2 separate regions of the Mus musculus genome follow, and region 1 is linked to region 2. Evidence: chromatin contacts called from public HiChIP or PLAC-seq data. All regions are on one chromosome and are shown on one strand. The core of a region is the stretch at or near the end of the contact, and the rest is flanking DNA. Distances in the headings are between cores, read along the strand shown. Region 1 overlaps Sel1l (sel-1 suppressor of lin-12-like (C. elegans)). Region 2 overlaps Ston2 (stonin 2).

Region 1 (5,105 bases), core at 578-3,077, 140 kb after region 2:
TCTGCATGTGGAGGCTGCCATGGCTGCTCCTAAGCACCAGAGAGCAAACCTGGGGAGCAGAGGAGAGAGAGAAAACCCAACCAAGCAGCCAGACGAAACCAAATTCTGTGTAGAGAACCCCCAGCCACCCGCTCCTCACCAGACCCCTGGAGCAGGGTTCTAACGCTTCTCCAAGGTAGAGATGGTGAGTGGTAATATGTTCAGAAGTTAATCTATCTATCTATATATATCTTCAGAAGAACTACAAGCCTTCAGGAGTACCAAGATTTAGGACTTGTACTTTTACATTAATCTAGTTTAGGTATTAATAAATTTGGGGGAAAATAAAGCCCCTGTCAGACCTTTTTCTGTATTATCGGCTAGTAACTAAGAAAACCCAGAAATCAGAAACAAAAACTTCAAAAACAAAAACTCCACTTTTGTACACCGCCACAGAAGTAAAATTTGTGTTCTCTAGACTCTGATGTAGCTGGTTGCCCAACGGGGCGGGGCGCAGGAGAACAGAGGCTCGTCAGAGAGCCTTGGTAGGCCGCAAGACAGACCTGCGAGACAGACCACGAAAGGCAGCAGTAGGGATGGGCTACAGGGAGGAAGGAAGCCACGCTCTAGCTGGTAAATCTAAATCCTAATGCTAAAACTCCCGAATCCTGGAGTTGGCTTAATGTCACTGACATCAACTAGCTTTATTGCCACTTTATTCAAATGGATGCCATTAGTAAGTACTGTGCATTATTTTTAAGAGAACCACCGAACCCAGTGCCTATTTGCTTCGGTCCCACGTCCCACAGACTCTAGGTAAGAGAACAGAGCAAAGCGCTTGAGATCATCTAGGAAAGCAGCAGCGAGAACTGAGTTCTCGCAGTAGACGCCGCAGGCTGGAAACAGAGGGTAAAAGTCTCGGGAAGGGCATCTGCTGTAGTGACCGTTCGTAAAAGGACAGCAAGGGGCAAGTCTGCTACATGAAGAACAAACCTAGACTGTCCCGTCCAGCCTTAGGTAGTGTATGCTATTTTAAGAGATATTTTCTTCAAGTACTTTCTGTGGGAAGTAAAGATGGAGGCAAAACTGCTGCCATCCAAGGAGGCCTGAGGTGGATGGCACAGGAAAACCACAGAAGCCAGTGGCATCTTAGAGTTTCCCATCTTTTTATTTATTTATTTGTAGAGACTGGGTCTTGTTGTATTGCCTAAGCTGGTCTTAACCCCCCAGCCTACTGTGAGTGACAGGAGACTGCAGCTACACACCACTGTGCCCAGTTCCTGTGAATCATGTAAAACCTGCCTTCTAAAGGAAGAGAGACGGCAGAGACGGGCCGGGCCGTAGCGTATTTCCTTTCCTGGGCTGAGGGAGGGGCTGGGAGAGGAGGCAGGGCTAAGGACCCTGTTTACTGCACCGCTCACAATCTAGTCTTTCAGCACAGGACACCAAATGAGCCTTACTATTTACAAGCCCAAAGCAACATTACATTTTTGAGAGGAATGCTGGCTGCCTCTCAAAGATCTGCCTCTCTGTGGCCATGTCTTCAAATTTGGAGGCAAATATCTTCGAGGAAAATTTTTGCTTCCTGGGTTTCCCATAATACTGTGAGCACACACAAATGTACACAACTTCACACTTAAAGCCTTCATGTTCAATACAGATGAACTACATTGAATTCTCATGACAATCCCAACATTCAAACTCAAAGCTTTCCAAACTCCACAAGTGATAAAGTCGTTTCATTGCAGACAAGGATTACAGAAAACAATGGAAAGGCGATAATGAACAGGGGCGTGAGCTCCCATGGGGTGCTGGCTACCCAACGCTACCATCCACAGATCTGATTACACAGACCACAAATTCAGCTTGGGCTTTGGGGTGATTATGTGAAGCTCTCAGTCGTTGTTTTCGCCTCTTACTGAAGCAGGCAATGCTGGGTGTAACTGCTTTAATTTCCTAATGTTTACAACAGAAGGGCGATAACACAACAGCTACTCAGTGGCTGACTTTCTACAGCCACATCAAACCGTCAGAAATAAAAAGCTCCCGCAGCATACACAACGGTGCACCCAGGCCTTTGGTTTTGCCATGCATTGGGTCTAACCCATCCTCCATTGTCTGAGTATTTTAGTATTTTAGTATTACAAAGGAAGTCACCACCTGCCAATCTTGACAATAGCATTTCATATTTGAAGACTTTGGGAGGGTTGTCTGTTCTCTGTGCCATAAGAAATGTGAAGTAAAATGAGATCCGGGAAGCAACGAATCTACCCGAGGGAGGGCATGTCCCAGGTCCCACCTCAAGTTGGTTAAGGCTGTTTTCTGATTTCTCCATTTAGATCATCCTCTGGCGTCTGGACTAGGGCTCTGTATATGCAACTCACATGAGTAGCTGGGGCAAAGTCCTCTGTGGGAGCACGGAGTCAGCTGACTGAGTTTGACTTCTACTCCATGGCAGGGATGTGACATCACGAAGAAGTCTTTAGCAAAGCCTTTCAGTCTTTGAGGAAGAGAAGTTTGCTAGGAAGTGTCAGAGTCACAGTACAGGAATCCGATCAATAATCCCTTTTAAAATAAGAGTGCCGAACATATGACCTGGCATGTAGACTGGTAAAATTTCCCAGTTACTGCATTTCCCAAACACCCTGAAGACGTCCTGCTTGGCTTGTTTTGCTTTTGACTTAATGGCAAGTTCTAGTCTCAGACTTAAGCATGTTTTTAGGGTTAAACTTGCAACTAACTGGGTTTCCCCAGGTTGTCAATGCTCAGGACCTTAGAAGACAGGTAAGAAGTTATGCACATCAACAGGATGACGAAAGGTCTCTCAGGAAAGACAGGGTACAGTAGACATGACTCGAGTGTCTTGTGTATGTTTGCAGAACGAAGAAAGAAAAAGGAAAGAGGAAAGCCACTGAGAGTTGTCATTCCGTATGGCACTGAAACAAACATTCACTGCAGCTCTGCCGAGAGCCGCGCATCCCTGAAAAGGAAGGCAGCAGGTTCTAAGCAGCTTCTGGGATTCAACACGCCTCACGCCTCTTCCAGGCGGTGCCACCATCCAGAGCCCTACATCAAATGCAAGCGTTCTCAGCAAGCAGCTCCCCAGTGGTCACCGACCAAGGTGAGTGTGTGGCTGCTACTGTGGTGGCTGCTGCTCTGGTGGTCCTTCCTGCTGGGGAGGAGCCGGCCGTGGCCCTGGGGGCCTGGGAACTGGTATGTCCTGGTGCTGTCGCTGCCTGTAAGCTATGACTGTACCCAAGAGCAGTGCAATGATGGTCATGAGGTAAAGGTCCCACTCGGGTCCCAAAAGCTGGTCCATATCCAGTTGTGTGAATAGATCTCGAATCTTAATGAGAAAAACACAAAAAGCATTAGCACTTCGATGTCGGTGAAAGAACTCTGAAACTAGTTACTTAACAGTAGACATAAGCATGAGACTTTGAAAAACTAAATTCTAGGACACTGTGATGATTTTTAAACCCTTCTTCTACTGACACCCAGAGGGTGTGTCTCAAGAACTAAGCTAGGGTTTCCTAATAGCGGACATCAGATGTCTAACTGTTTTTTCCATCAGAAATCTAATTCGGCAATTTCTAGCTATTTCTCTAGTAGATATCTGAAAGGATCAGCAGAACAATAAAAGACCCCTCCGCCCCCAAGTCTGAATCCTGGCACACCTCTAACCTGTCCGCAGTGACAGCAGGCAGGTGACGGCCAGCTGTGCTCCGCCCATGGCACTGACAGCTACAGGACCGGGTGTCCACTTGATGAACAAACACCTCTTTTTGGTTGTTTTAATTAAAATGCACACCATTTTACAAAGAAATCTGAACTTACAAGTTACATTCCTAGTCTCTGAGCTTTTGTGAAATTATGCCCGAGAGCCCTCATAATACACATCTGTAGGCGCAGGTGCTTAATTTTGTAGGAAAAAAAAATTCCAGGAAATGATTATGTTCCCGGGGAATTTTGTGTCTGTTCATCTAGTCTGACCTCCTTCTCATCAATACTTATTTCTCTTGCTTTTTTTTATGAACTGGGATTGCTTTGTTTTTTTTTTTTTTTTTTTTTTGTTTCAGTTGGAGAATCTTACTGTTCTCTTTCTAGATCTGTATAAAAAGACAGCAAAAGATTCCTCTCCATACAGGATGGTATGCTGTACCTACTGAGGAAAGTGCGGGGTACAAGGGTCTGGGACAGCCCTGCAGAGTCTGACAGCCACCTCCTGTTGGCTGGGTATGAGACCCGGCCCAGGCCAGGCACTACTCTGTCCCCACACCTCAACCTAGTCCTCACAGTGAGCTGCTTAGTGCTTTCTGGCAGAAAGTACAGCATAGTGGCTCATGCTACCAGGGAACTGCAACAACTGACATTACACATATGTAAGAATCTAAGGTATCCTGAGTTCTGGGAAACTGTGTGGAAGATCTCAGTAGCGTGGCTAAGGGCAAGGGAGGGAAGTCCACTGTTTATGTTAGTGTAGATCTAAGAAGCACTGCTTACTTATAATTCTGCATAAGGACAATTTGACCCTAATGATGGCTCCAACAACAAATTCGAGCATCATAGTGTTTATGGAGCAAAATGCTGCACTGGTGAATCCACTTCAGAGAATATGGGGACAGGAGCAAAATCTAAGTGGTAGAGCCCACGGGCACTTCCACGTAAGCCTTGTTTCTCCAGGTGGTAGCTTTGAGGGGAACAGGTACCTCCCCTCCTCTTTAGGTTCCATCAGCCCACTTAAGCAGCTGAGGCTCTATCAGACCAGAAGCTGTGTTATCGTGCTAACTGTGTGGCACTGAGAACCATCAGATACACAGTGAATCAGCGTGCCGGCTTCCCTCTAGCTTAGTCTTCTTAGGGTACTGGTCTGAGTTGTTGCCAGGGATCCGTCTGACGTAATGCTTACTACTGTTTCAGAGTGTCACGAGTTACGTCTGTTTTCCCTGAACCAGAAACCACCTGCACCGATGCCACCTGCTTCCGTGTTGAGAGCTCTGAGAAATGCCACGGGAAAACTGCGCTCCTGCCTGCTCCACAGGTTACCCACGAGGAATTCACTTGCCCTTTACCTGGGATGACAGAGACTCTGTGCCTCCAACTTTTATTCTCCAGGCCTGAGAAAG
Region 2 (4,954 bases), core at 1,460-3,959:
TAACACTGCAACAATAACTTCTACACTGCAAAACTGATATGAGGCCCAAGCAGGACATACAGAAGCCATTTGCAAAATACCATATAAAAACAGAACAGGTTTTTTTGTTTGTTTGTTTTGCTTTTTCTTTTAACTATAGATTTATTTTATGTGTAGTATTTATTTTATGTGTAGTTTTGGTTGTGTGTGTGGATATGCACTACACACATACCTGGTACCCACAGAAACTAGAAGAGGGTATCTGATCTCCTCGAAATAGAACTATGGGCAATGGCAAGCAGCAGTCAATGTCCCTAGCCAGTGAGCCATCTTTCCAGTACCTCCTGCCCCCTTGAAACAAGGTCTCATTATGTAGCCCAGGCTAGCTGTAAACTGGAGAGTCTCCTACCTTAGCCTCCAAGTGCTGAGAGCACAGGCGAGCATCCAAACAGGAAGCTGGATGCCTTTTCAGCTTGAGAATACGTTTCTAACCTTAATAATCAGTACGAGATGATAAACCAGGATGTGATGGGGCATGGTGCATGCCTTTAATTCCAGAACTATGGAGACAGAGCCAAGTGGATCTCTGAGTTCCAGTCTAGCCTGGTCTACAGAGCGAGTCCCAGAATAGCCAGGGCTATATAGAGAAATCATGTCTTGAAAAAGAAAAAACAAAACAAAACAAAAACAAAAACAAAAAAAGATGTTCATTGTAATATATATTAAATATTGAGATCATTTCAATATATGGAGAAAATGATCTATCTATCCAGGAGTGTATCATTAAAAAGGAAAAAATAGTAATGTTATTTGGACAGGGCTGTGACTTTGGCCCCATGGTGGGGACATTAGAGCCATGGACAAAACCCACTGGAACTGCCAGCAAGGAAGAGACACTTCCCTTTGGGGAAGAGGAAGTGAGCAATAAAGGACTTATGGCTCTCTAAAGAAGGAGTTCCTAGTCTACAAAAGCAAAGTGCAGCCGCTCTAAATAAAAGCTTAACGCCTGTCTCCATTCCTCATACCTCCCAAAGCCAAGTGTGAGAGCGATGTCCACATTACATCACAAAAGCCCAATGGCATCAGGTGGCTAAACCCCCAGAATCTGGAAGGCAGACTTAGAAAGTCACCACTGGGAAAGTCACTGTGAACTCCAAACCTGCTCTTTAGAGGTTGGTAGCCCTGCAAGCAGAGTTAAGTCCTGATCTACAACTTGGTTACAGTACACATTGGCATGCTCGGCCAAGGAGACGTTAGAGAAGAGCCCGTCTCAACCTCACTGTTACGAGAGTATCAGCCAGGAAATCAACAGAAATCAACAGTGATTTGCCAGCTTTGAGATGTCCTGCTCAACCGAATAGGGCTTGAGCCCTAACCTCTGGCACAGCCCTGCGGACTGAGCAGCAGCTGTCTGAATCTGAGTGGCTTATGAGAGAGTAGAATAGGACACGAGAGAGCAGCAGATGCCCCCTTAGTATCCATTCGGAAGCGTTTGTCTACCAGCTCACAGCAAGACTCATCTTAACCAGCATGGGATACCCATCTGCACGTGTTGAGAACTGAAGCTAGCAGCAGGTATCAAGTCATTCAGAGGGAGCCAGCCTAGTGAGGTAGGACCAAAATAGCACAGCTTTCTCGGTACAGGAGGGTTCTTCCTCGGAGGCTCAAGTGCACCTAAGATTTTAATATAGATAGCAGCAGCATTGGCGTGGTGCACCTATGATAGCATAGCAGGCTACTACTGCTGAATTCTTAAGTGTTTCTAAAATATGAGCTCAGAATCTATAAGCAAGTGTCTTTACTGACCTCCTAGTCAAACAAGAACAAGGAACATGCCCACAATGCCAATGCCCATGTTGCCAACCTCTGCCAACCTCTGCCAACCACATAGCTTAATGATCACCTTGCCAACCTCTGTCAACCACGTAGCTTAATGGCCACGGTGCCAACCTCCGCCAAGCACATAGTTCTGCTTATGTGCAGCTGACAAACTGATGGCAGATGGGCGTTTCCATGATTGAATCACCCGAGCAAATACCTCACATAGCTCTGTGAGGTACAGGAGACACGGAAGAGAATGGGGCCTTGTATTGTGCCAAGAACAGGCTGTGTGTGAGGAAAGCTTGTGTGGCTTAACCAAAGGGCCCCCACTTAGAAAATGATGCCTTGTAGGATGTGGTAACAGCTGGAGATAATGTGGACCAGTGCTTGGCTAGTGCCCGGCACAGAAGGGGCAGCTAATAAACACCACTTTCTGCAAATTATAACTAAAAGCACACACTGTCAGGAGTGGCTCTCTGAGTGAGTGGGAACAAGAAGATATAGATTATGAGCTCATGGCTTCTGTTGGAGACATACTGGGTCAAATGGCTTTTAGCCTGCTTATATGGAATGCTATTCTGAGAGGAGGCATAGATGAGATGTGAGGGTGAGATGATATGTACTGAGCAGAGGTTGTGGAGAGAAAAAGGAGAAAAGGAAAACTGCAGCTCTCAGAAGAAACACACGCACTTCGTTTCCAGACTAAAAACAATTTGAAGGTAAAGGCTCTAACATTTCATTTTTATCTTTTTTCCATCTTTATGCTGTTTTTATTCATCATTATTATAATCTACGATATTGCCTGGCACCCAGAAAATATGTACTGGCTCAGGCTCTGGGCTCACTTGCAGGTGCGCCTGAGTAAACACTGGAGAAGGAAGCCATGGCGTGTTGGTGTGGGGACAAGCCTCACACTGTGATACAGATAAGCAGAAGTGCCCTTTGCCCCAGTGCTTGAGTTACCAAGCCACCAAAACCAACACACTGTGACATTCACAATGACACGACGTCACGCCACGGGGAAGCCCCAGGAGAGGCTTCAAATATCAACAGGGGAAAAATCTGTCCCAGTTTGTCAGTGTCCCCTGTGAGCTGATGAGGTAACACGGACTCCTACAGTGCTCTGCCTCAACTCCTCCTTTAGACCACGACGGGAGGGTTCACGGTCTACAGGGGAGGGAAAACAATAGCTTAGGCAACTTGTCTTTGGACGAGAAGTTTCTAATCTGTTTCTAAACCGTCCTCTTCATTGACTTGAGGTAGAACATTCAGAGACAGGTGCTTAGAGATACTCAGGACTGTACACGTGCATGTCCCCAGCACCTCTGTGAGAAACAGGAGCCCGGGTGCTTCCCTCCAGTTCAGTCAGTCACCTGATGGGGGAACACTAACCTACTAACCTACTTCTATAAGCGCTCCATCAGTTTTATTCAGAGCAGTTTAACCCGTAGTAACTACTCCTTGTGTTAAATTTGTATTTTTCTATTTTTTTTTAAAAAGATTAATTTAGTCTCTCTGTCTCTGTCTCTCTCTGTCTCTCTCTGTCCCTGTCTCTCTCTCTGTCTCTTTCTCTCTCTCTCTCTCTCTCTCTCTCTGTCTCTCTCTCTGTGTGTGTGTGTGTGTGTGTGTGTGTGTGTGTGTGTGTGGTGTGTCTTCGAGAGTTTCTGTGCACCGTGAGTGCAGATGCTCTTGGAGGCTGGAGGGCATTTTCATTCCCTGGAATTGGAGAGGTGGTTGTCAGCTTCCAAACTTGGGTGCTGGGAGCCAAACTCGAGTCCTCTCCAAGAGCAGCAGATGGTCTTAGCTACTGAACAATCAATCTCTCAAGCCCCAAATTCCTATTTTTCTTATTGATGTGATTAATCTGGAGTTTGCCAGTGCTTTCTTCTAGAGGCAACTGTCCGTCACTTGACTCATCTCTAATTGTCAAGCCCGGGCTACCATCCTGCCTTACTTAACCTCCCAAGGGTTGGAATTACCTACCTATAGCGCCATGCCTAGCTTTTCTTTTTTGTAAACATTTTATTAAAACACCAAGCACACGGAAAAGAACAGAAATCCTGTCTGTGTTTAAAGCTTGATGCATTTTTTCAAAACTGTTTGTTTGGATTTGTTTGTAAACTGATCCAAAGCCAGAACACAGCCAGAACCCATGGTGACTTCACTTTATGCCCCCATTCCTCCTACCGACCTCCCCTTCTCATAATCACTACCATGACTACTAACACCATATGTGCTATTTGAACATTTCTGCATTGTGTTCAAATGCACCAATGCGACAGTTTATCCCTTGGAATGTTTACAGATATTTGATATTTTCTGCATTTGGGCAATTATAGCTGGTGCCCCACTGCACACTCTTGTACATACTTGGGTACACACGAAGATGCATTGAGTATACTAAACAGGACTATTCCATCATCCAGCACGCAAACTCACTGCATTCACTTAGGCTTCCACACAGTGTCTACATGTTCTGTTGGTCTTTATCTTTGCTAACAGGCAGTACTGCCTGACACTCACTTGAACTGTGATGCTGTCTAGGCACTCTGTTTTATGGTAGAGTTACTTGGCTTCCATTGGTAACTAAGGAGGCTTGCCTAGCACCGTGGTGCATGTTTTACTGGCTATTTGGCTATCCTCTTTTATGAAGTACTTCTGAAAAGAATATTTATTATTATGGTGAGAGTGTATGGCTGTGGGGCAGGCACCCCACAGTATGCATGTGGAGGTCACAGGACAGCTCTGTGGAACTGTGGACAGTTCTGGGGAGTTCATATGGTTCTCTCCTTCCCCCTTTTCGTGGGGCCTGGGGATTGAACTCGGGTCACCAGGCTTATATGACGAGCACCTTTTCCTACTGAGCCATCTTGCCAGCCCATGACATTATCTTTATAAGGCCTTTGTTTGCTGTTTACCATGTTTCTGCTGACTCCCAAAGTTAATTTATGTTCTGCATGTGAGTGGTCTGCCAGATATGCCTGTTGGCAACATTTCTTCCTATATAGTGGTTTGCTTTTATTTTTTGTAATAGGATGGCTTTTAATTAACAGACACTTTAAATTCAAAAGTGAGGTAATTTATGAAGTATTTTCCTTTAATGGTTAGTGCTTTATGAGTCTTATTTAAGAATCATTTGGAAGACATTTTATTA

The links. HiChIP or PLAC-seq counts read pairs in DNA pulled down with a chosen protein or histone mark.
Region 1: an H3K27ac HiChIP or PLAC-seq map of extraembryonic endoderm stem cells shows a contact between it and region 2. The contact joins two enhancer-like sites. A contact is called at or near these places in 19 of 39 promoter capture datasets (the 3T3-L1 cell line, 3T3-L1-derived adipocytes, the C10 cell line and 11 more), 26 of 484 Hi-C or Micro-C datasets (3T3-L1-derived adipocytes, 8-cell embryo, the Ba/F3 cell line and 20 more), 7 of 115 datasets of contacts at active chromatin or transcription factors (CD8 T cells, Th17 cells, embryonic basal ganglia and 4 more) and 2 of 9 other capture datasets (adipose tissue and liver).

The regions. Positions count from the first base shown.
Region 1 is chr12:91,806,729-91,811,833 of GRCm38.p6, forward strand. Sel1l (sel-1 suppressor of lin-12-like (C. elegans)) reads right to left here. Exons shown (of 21, transcript NM_001039089.1): 21 at 1-3,325. The coding sequence ends at 3,116. Among named protein-coding and RNA genes, the nearest start is that of Ston2, 23 kb to the left of the region's middle. Within about 2 kb of position 1,828, at least 5 of the 459 cell types and tissues checked have an H3K27ac peak or open chromatin away from gene starts, as enhancers often do. A contact at or near this core is called in extraembryonic endoderm stem cells, where this site is marked.
Region 2 is chr12:91,665,917-91,670,870 of GRCm38.p6, forward strand. All of the region lies in intron 4 of Ston2 (stonin 2), which reads right to left. It also overlaps the pseudogene Gm51993. Among named protein-coding and RNA genes, the nearest start is that of Gm16876, 13 kb to the right of the region's middle. Within about 2 kb of position 2,710, at least 137 of the 459 cell types and tissues checked have an H3K27ac peak or open chromatin away from gene starts, as enhancers often do. A contact at or near this core is called in extraembryonic endoderm stem cells, where this site is marked.